Linked DNA regions of Zea mays: region 2 is linked to region 1. The links are chromatin contacts, called in public Hi-C maps. All regions are on one chromosome and are shown on one strand. Each heading gives the region's core, a stretch centred on a gene start, on an enhancer-like site or on the middle of the called end of the contact. The rest is flanking DNA. Distances are from core to core; before and after follow the strand shown. Region 1 holds the start of LOC100217102 (adenylyl-sulfate kinase). Region 2 holds the start of LOC100194378 (Constitutive photomorphogenesis protein 10).

Region 1 (4,508 bases), core at 1,265-3,764:
GCAATCATGCCAGAAGATATTTGATGACTTCGGCACAGTGGATGACATTTTCAAAGCTTGCCCTTCAACTACAGTGTCCAGTTATATCATTCAGAAAACAACAAGAAAGGCTCCATTCTTTTCAGGCAAATAAAAACCATGCAATTTCATGGCCCATCCATTAGTAGATTCTCTTCTCAATTAATAGCAACTCTTTATTGACCATTTTATAAACAATAACACTAATGAACAATCTGCACAAACAAATTGGGATGTGCTTTCAAACTCCTCTTGTAAAAAGTCACAATAGTAAATAGGAGTAGGAAGCATGGGGTTATTAGGTCAGTAATCAGATAAACAGATCTAGGGGGTATTTGAATGCACTAGAGCTAATAGTTAGTGGCTAAAATTAGCTGAAACATCCAAACACCATAGCTAATAGTAGCTATTTTTCGTAAATTAGTTAATAGTTATGAACCAACTTTTCAACGTTTAAACGAACGTTGAAACGTCTTTTCAGACTTGACATAGAATTTCAAATATAGAATAAGTTCATACATAAGTTGAGTTCACAAACCAAATAGCATTAGCATAAGTTCAACCACACAACACAAGTTACAACTTTCATGTATGATTAGTAACCATCATCGAACTCATCAAGATTAAGACCATGAGCATTTCCAAGGTCATCTCTCTTCACAACAGCAACATCTAATTCCATTTCCATGACCGCATTGAAAATGTAACACTTAACAGGGAACCAACAGAGTATTGTCCATTCCCCATTTACCAAACAAACCACCAGCGCTGCAGATATAAAAAAATTATACACTACATAACTTTTATCTCCATGTCTCAATAGTCAATACAAGAATACAACCAGAAAAATAATGAGGACATACATAAGTCAGCTAGAAAGAATGGAAAAATGACCAACTATCCCAATGAAATATCAACACTAAACTCTTGCAGGGCAAGTAGGAAGTGCAGAACTCCGAACTCTCAACCAAAATTCGCTATAGAATCAGAAGAGGATGCGAGTGGGGACCTTTCCAGACGACGGGTCGGACACCAGTACTTTTCCTGCACGCACCGCGGCCTTGAAGTCAGAGAGCAGGTGTGCCCGTATCACCGCCCCGGCGCCCTCGTCGTCATCCTCCTCCCTTCGGCCACCACCCACCCCTACGGCCTGCTCGTACGATGGCGGCGGCGGTACGGGAGAGGCAGTAGCTGGCGGCGGTGGCGGCTTTGGGGGTGGCGGTGGAGGGAGGAGGGAGGAGGGGGCCGGCGGCGTACCTGGAGGGCGGTGGAGGACGGCCGACGGCGTCTGGCTCTGGCGGCTCCTGGGCGCGCGCGATGGCGGCTGGCAGCTCCTGGGCGCGCACGACGGCGGCTGGAGCACAGGCGTCTGGGCGGCTGGGCGCGATGGCGTCTGGCGGCGATGGATCAATGGCTGCGCGCGTTGGATCAGCGGCTGGCCCACGAACGCTATGAGCATAGAACGTCCATATAGCGCATAGAACGTCCAGAACGTGCGTTCCGACGTGTAAACGTCGTTTAAACGTCCAGAACGGACGTTCTACGCAGTTTTGGTAAAATGTGCGGACGTTTTATCTACTAATCGCGTTTTAGCGTTTAAACGACGCTTAATCGTCGTTTAAACGACGTTTTAATAATCATGAATAGGTAGTTATTTGTTAGCTAGCTAATTCCACTAACAATTTTTAGCCAACTAACTATTAATTTCAGTGCATTCAAACACCCCCTAAACCAGTTTAGAAATGAACTGGCCGGCTATCCTCAGTTCCTCACTCACGTCGCACTCGAATTATCCAAACAATCTCTCCAATCCTGCTTCCCTTTCTCTAGATCCTTGATGAGTCAGGCACCCGGACAAAACCTTCTCCCCGCCACCCATCACCGTGTCACTCTCGCACATTTGGCCCCGTGGAAGCTATAGGGCACCTCCTTGGTCCTCCTCAAGACCGCATAAAAATGTCCACCACCGTCGCGCTCGAGGTAAAGGTAGAAACCCAGAATAAGCATTTCGCCACCAACTAAAGACGATCAAGTGCAGAAAATCGCGGAAGACAAGGAGATATGATTATGAGGTCTGCTACTCCGTAGAAATGGGAGTACATCTGGAATTCCGCTCAATCTACACGCATCCGCGTAACCCGATCAGCAATTAGCAAGTACATTGGATCGAACCGTCTAGGGTGAAGAGGGATTGAGAGGCGATACGTGCCTAGACTAACCTCCTGCGTGCTCCGGCTGCTCCTCCACGGATCGGTCGCCGGCGCATTCGACGAGGGGGCGTCCTTCGCAGCCTCTGTCGCCTGTTACCCTCGTCCTAATTCCTGCCGCTAGGAGTCTCGGGAGGAGGGGGCGAGGCGGAGGCAACCCTAGATTCGCGGCGGGGCTCCGGTTCCGGTGCGCGACCGCGAGGCGCGGGCAACGGCCAGGGGAGGGAATGGCACCCCCGCCGCTGGAATCGACACGAGGATCGCGAGAGCACCGCCACCCCGCGCGCCGCGTTGCGGTGGAGGCGGCAAACGGGAGACGGACAGGGACACGAGAGCCCCGGGAGGCGTGCGTCCATGGGCAGTGCGGGGCCTGGTGCGGCTTCGTTGCTGCTGGCAGCCTGGCACCGACGTGTTCTCACGATACACTACTGAAGCTTCATATTTGGAACCTGCTCCGTCACTGACATTAGGGACCAAGCCTAGATAATGCCCACACGTCAGTGACCGTCTGCAGTTACCTGCTAAGAAAGTGTACAGGATCCCGTCGTCATATTTGAGTAGGGCCAAACTAAAAGCTTCAGTATTCTTCCTCAAAATATTATATGGATGATCTGATTCTTCATCTATGTTGATATAATTTAATTATAAAATTAATTATAGAGACGGATACTGAACGACGAAAAGAATCTATCGAACTCAACATCACATAAGTGAATTATAAACTAATTCAATTTAATAGATTTGTCTTGTGGTTTAGTCCTAATATATATAATTAGTTTTATAACTATACTATATCTAATGCTTTTAATTAATATCGGATAAAGACTAAAATTTAGTCTCTATATTCAAACTGAGCCTCAGTATTCTCATTCTGACCAACACGTATGCAAAGGTAGATCCTAATAACTACTACCTTCATTTCAAGTTATAAGATATTTTAGATTGCTAATAAATGTTTTTCCTATATATTTAGACATACACTGTGTCTAGATATGCAACAAAACATTATATTTTAAAAATAAAATCACCTTACAACTTAGAAGAAAAGAGAGTGCTAGAGTGTTATTATACTTGTCGGCGTTTCGAGACCGAGGGTCCCTGAGCCGACGAGTGAATGTCGCCGCGTGCCCCAGCCCAGATGGGTCGAGCGCGAGGGCGAGCGCGAAGGGGGGAAAGCGAGGCGGCCGGAGACCGGCGTGAGAGAGGTGGGAATCCTGCGGCCTTCGTGTTCGTCCCGCGCCCAGGTCGGGTGCGCTTGCAGTAGGGGGTTACAAGCGTCCACGCGGGAGAGGGAGCGAGCGGCTTCAAGCGAGCGCCTGTCTCGTCCTCGTCCCCGCGCGGCCAACCCTCTCTAAGAGGGCCCTGGTCCTTCCTTTTATAGGCGTAAGGAGAGGATCCAGGTGTACAATGGGGGGTATAGCAGAGTGCTACGTGTCTAGCGGAGGAGAGCTAGCGCCCTAAGTACATGCCGTCGTGGCAGCCGGAGAGATTTTGGCACCCAGCTGGTGTGATGTCGTGGCCGTCGGAGGAGTGTTGGAGCCTGGCGGAGGGACAGCTGTCGGGGCTGTCGGGTCCTTGCTGACGTCCTCTTGCTTCCGTAAGGGGGCTGAGAGCCGCCGTCGTCACAGAATATGCGGGGCGCCATCATTGCCCATCTGGTGGAGCGAGCCAGATGGGACGCCGGTCTTGTTCCCCGTGGCCCGAGTCAGCTCGGGGTAGGGTGATGATGGCGCTTCCTGTTGACGTGGCTGGTCTGCGCCCTAGGTTGGGCGATGTGGAAGCTCCTCCAAGGCCGAGGTCGAGTCTGTCTTCCGTGGTCGAGGTCGAGGTCGAGTCCGAGCCCCTGGTTCAAGCGAGGCGGAGACCGTCGGCTGAGGCCAGGGCGGAGTCCGAGCCCTGGGGTCGGGCGGAGCGGAGTTCGTCGTCTTCTGGGGCTGAGCCCGAGTCCGAGCCCTGGGTCGGGCGGAGCGGAGTTTGCCGTCTTCCGGGACTTAGCCCGAGTCCGAGCCCTGGGTCGGGCGGAGCGGAGTTCGTCGTCTTCCGGGACTTAGCCCGAGTCCGAGCCCTGGGTCGGGCGGAGCGGAGTTCGTCGTCTTCTGGGGCTGAGCCCGAGTCCGAGCCCTGGGTTGGGCGGAGCGGAGTTCGTCGTCTTCCGGGACTTAGCCCGAGTCCGAGCCCTGGGTCGGGCGGAGCGGAGTTCGTCGTCTTCCGGGACTTAGCCCGAGTCCGAGCCCTGGGTCGGGCAGAGCGGAGCTTCCTATGGTGCCTTCGGCCGGGCCTGAC
Region 2 (4,508 bases), core at 677-3,176, 420 kb before region 1:
AGCAAAAGTTCATCTACGCCGTGATCGACACATCTTGGTTCTTCATTGGGTAAAACAAGAAAAAAAAATAGTCTCATAGAAGATGAAGAAACACTATCTGTTCAATTTCCAGAAAAATACAGTAGTAAATGTTTAGAACTTCAGATCATAAACATGCCCAGGTCCCAACCCCAACAACACAAGCGTTCAAATCGAGTAAACAGAGAGTGATCATAAACGAAGAAGAGATATGCGATGGCGTACCATGCGCTGCGTCCTCAACCAATAATTCACAAGAAGCTTCACAGGCTTCAGCTCCATCGCCTTTTCTTTTGCACTAACTTGTTTTCTCAGCATTCAAGTGACGCACCAAACCGAAACGGGACGCGGCACAGAAAGGCAGAAAAGGAGACTGCACCAAAACCGCTGCCGACCTGGGGGGCAGGTGTCGGTAGGAGTAGAACCGATCATTTTCACCTTTTCTAATCACACCCATACACTTCTAAAAGCAAACAGGCTTTTGCAGAGGAAGTCAACAGCACATGATCAGAGCCTGATCTCTACTCTTGGACTTAGCAGACCATCTTCTCGCATAGGAGGAACAGATTTGTGATATTCAGCTAATAAAACTACCACAGTTTATTGCTATAGGTAGACAGTGTAGACCAGGGCGTAAAAAGCCCTGGAGTTTCTCGCCAGATCTTGCACACCCTGCATCATGCTCAAAATTTTGGTTCTGCGCAACTGCGAATGCATTATTCAGAGATGTGCGGTCTACTAAGAAACTCTGGACCACACTTACTCATCAGTGCTTATGTATGTATGTATGTATGTACTCCTGGTCTCCTGGATTCTGTTGAAAGCTAGAAATGCAAGTTCTTCTTGGAACCGTGCTTGGCCTTGATCATCCCGTTCAGGGCCTTCACGCACCGGCGTATCACCCCCATCGACTTCTTCCCTCCCTCGGGTCGCTTTATCACCATGGCCAGTGTCGTGCCGCCTGCTGCTGCTCCTGGTCCTGAAACACTGTGATCAGCGAGGACACTCTCTCCACGGCTGCCTTGCTTGCTGGCAAGCATCGCATCGCCAGTCGGAAGCTGCTTCTGTTGTATAAGCTCCTGAAGGGAGAACCGGGGCACGTTGTCAGCAAGACGTGGTGGCGCGCCTAGCTTCTTCAAGGTTTGGAATTGCTCCGGTGCCTTCTGATGGCATTCCTGCTGAGACTTCTGCTCTTCAGGTTGCGATGCCTGCTCATCCGGCTCTTGGTGTTGTTGAAGTCCCTTCTGCTCCTCGTCTTGGAATTGCTTTGGTGCAGTCTCCTCATCTTCTTCAGGTAGGTTTGGTGTCACCAGCTGCTCCGCTTCTTGGAATCGCTCTGATGCAGTCTCCTTCTCAGGTAGGTTTGGTGTCATAAGCTCCTGGTTTTGGTATTGTGATGGTAACTCATCTTTAGCTCGATACTGCTCTGGCATCTTGTCTTCATTTAGATACTGGTCCTGGTCTGGTTTCTTCTCATCATCTTGATATGTATCTGGTATCTCCTGCTCTTCGTCTGAACACTGCTGTGATTCCTTGTGCTCATCTTCATATTGCTCCGGTGTCTTTTGTTCACCATCTTCATACTGCAGTGGTGCTTGTGGAATCTTCAGATCCTCATCCTCATTCAAACACAGTGTCTTCTGCTCTGCATCCTCACATTGCTGGAGTGCCTTCAGCTCTTCCTCTTGGCATTGCTGGAGTGACTTCAGCTCTTCATCTTGGCGTTGCAGAAATGCCTTCAGCTCTTGGTGGCGATGATGTGCCAGGGACGGTGTATACTGATCTTGGAAGCAGGCTACCAGGCTTGTTGATCGCCGAGTTCGCCTCGACATGGCAATGTCGAAGCGGCGAGACTTGCTCACATCTAGTTCGGTGGCCATTGTCTATGGTCTGAAGAGTAAGAGCACCAGAGCACCAGAAAGTGTGGGTTTGCATCTTCTCTGGGTGGAGTTATAAGGTCTGTACCAGATGTGATAAATTGAGCAGTCTGTACTGGGAATCAGTGAACTGGTGAGGCGTCAACTTCAGAGGTGAAGTCCAGTTTGGTCATTTGTAAGATCAGTGCCTGTCATGGCAGCTTTATCATCCCTACATGAAGTGAGATCCAAGTTAGCAGCAGTAAGCAAGTGACAATTATTCTGTCATAAACATCTGATATCTTTGTGCTTTGTTGGATGGCAACATGGCATTTATTCTGTCCAAGTAACGCCTAAGAACTAGGGGCAAAGTTCTCGATCCAAGAAAAAAAATACCTGTGTAATTGAAGCCTTGTCCAACAACACTACCTGAATGATAACCAGCAGGATTTTGTTTCAAGTGAAAGATATGAATGGCATGCTTTACATACTTTGTCTGCAGAAAAGTAAATAAGTAATCGATCGTTTGTACAGCTGTACCGTTAAAAGCTATTGGTTTCTGAATATTTCCATGATTTATGTTTCTTTTTCCTTTCAGTATATGAAACTGACATCCTCAACCAGGACAGCAGCACACGAGGCCAGTTTCAATAGAAACCATTTTTAGAAATAAACTCGGAAGAAAAGTTCTGAAGAGTTCAGGGTGCAACTTTGGCAGAAGTGCAAAATCGAAAAAGATTATTCTCCACCTAAAAGCAGCGATTAAAGAACACTCAAGCATAAAGTACACCTTTATGTCACAACTCACATCAAATAATACATGGCTGATGGCTCCTTTGCCAACATTCACCATTTCAGGCGTCAGGCCACATTAAGATTTTTTTACAAGGTCAATCGTGCTTAGATGCAAACAGAATCCTCTATCTTGCAAATCTCATTGTCCACTCAGCTGCTGTTTCATCATGTTTAGCTCTATCAGTCAGATACTGACGTGAAATGCTCATCACAAGCGGGGTGTCTGCACAGACAAAGATCATAACTTTAGCCTGTCAATTGAATAAGAAAACGTAAGACTTTCAATTGTTGAAGTAGAAAAAATGTAGACAGTAGGCATAATTTGCACCAGAATCCATGATTGTTTACATAAGGTAGTACAGAGAATGGTAAGTACATGGATCTGGATTGTTGATGATGTCTTTGATGGCCAATAACACCTTTGAAATAGTGAAAGCTGGACTCCAACCATCCTTCAGAATGTCCAAATGCACTTTACCAGTGGAATCAATATTGCAATGGTAAATCCTTGTTTTGAAAGTTACCTGGGAGAATACCATCATGGCACACAGTCGGAGTTGTTATAAAACTAAATGTGAAGTCAATAACTTGTGAAACGAAATGTACTCAATTTGAATAGATTTCATCAGAAGAGTAAAATAAATTGTGAAACCTTCAATATTAACATGTGAAATGCCAACTCATGGTAAATATCACTTGTAACACTACGTACATAAGCATAGATCTGACAATAACATCAAAGAGCATTGGAAAGATATTCTGAGAACACACACACAAAACAAAGCCTTTCAGTCCAAAGCAAGTTGGGGTATGCTATTTTGAGAATGGAGCATTAAAAAAATATTTTGATCATAGTATATTTGGAACATCAGATTAGTAGTTTAGTATGATATTTGCAGTAGTCTGCATTAGCTAAACGAATAGTTCCATTGGCTGATCATGGTAAAACTGTGCCACTGAAGATTTGTATGGTAAGTGAAAGACAAAATGGAGGTCAGCTGTTTCTGATCCTTCATATGTCAAGCAACCTGTCAAAAATCAGAAAGTAAACATGAAATAGATGGTGGCGGTGTTGCCAATTGTCATTATATCAACAACATGACGGGGCGGAGTCTTCCTTTTTTGGTGACCGTGACATTGCAAGTTTTTCATTAAGAGGAAAGGTTAGTTTTAACAGGTTTCTTAAATAGCCATAAGCTTAGGGTTACCACAAGTAAGCAGTCTCATTGATTACTCTTATATTACAAAACTATTTTGTGACAGATCAGAGCTGCTAAACAGGCGAGCAATATTGGAGTTATTTGCTCTCGACAAGCTAGTTAACAACAATAAATGTGAATAGCAAGCTGAGAGTGGAATATGCATTTAGAATCACTTCCCTCAGTTAGCAGATTCTCTTATATTCTAAGCCAAGATACAATATGTCACTGTGTGATAGTCTTATAGAGGTGCCACCAAAAGTATATGTTATAGTGGTAAGGCTTTGACCGAGAAAAAACAATTGTAGGATATCTTTGCTAAGAAAAATACTAAAGTAAGCTAGGACAAGAAACAATATATTAGCAGTCTGCTTTCCTTCTTTCTTTTTAAAGCAACAACAGTAAACTAAAAATTTCAGATAGTTTTTCTTCATACATCAATATCGTACCGAGAAAACATAAAACATCACACTTTTAGTACTTCACATGAAAACGTAACAACACCGCTTTAGAAGAAACATGCTAACTTTAGTTAGCAGCAAAGGAAACTATCTTTTAGCATGTGATATTTATCTCATTAGTTCCACTCCTTGCCATCAGACACACGCCTCCCTGCCAATATCATCTGATGATGTGCGGT

The links. Hi-C and Micro-C count contacts between places; a contact is called where the count stands out from the background.
Region 2: a contact with region 1 is called in a Hi-C map of leaf, with 5 times the contacts expected there. The contact joins the promoter of LOC100194378 here to the promoter of LOC100217102 in region 1. A contact is called at or near these places in 2 of 25 Hi-C or Micro-C datasets (ear and leaf).

Annotation. Positions count from the first base shown.
Region 1 is chr2:213,332,856-213,337,363 of Zm-B73-REFERENCE-NAM-5.0, reverse strand. LOC100217102 (adenylyl-sulfate kinase) reads right to left here and starts at 2,514. Exons shown (of 7, transcript NM_001143471.1): 1 at 2,238-2,514; 2 at 1-68. The coding sequence starts at 48. It overlaps LOC111590836, which reads left to right and starts at 801. Exons shown (of 1, transcript XM_023301700.1): 1 at 801-2,066. The coding sequence starts at 908. The coding sequence ends at 1,492.
Region 2 is chr2:213,750,740-213,755,247 of Zm-B73-REFERENCE-NAM-5.0, reverse strand. LOC100194378 (Constitutive photomorphogenesis protein 10) reads right to left here and starts at 1,926. Exons shown (of 1, transcript NM_001139412.1): 1 at 602-1,926. The coding sequence starts at 1,898. The coding sequence ends at 843. It overlaps LOC100282225 (ubiquitin-conjugating enzyme E2 E3), which reads right to left. Exons shown (of 4, transcript NM_001155137.2): 3 at 3,046-3,193; 4 at 2,523-2,892. The coding sequence ends at 2,795.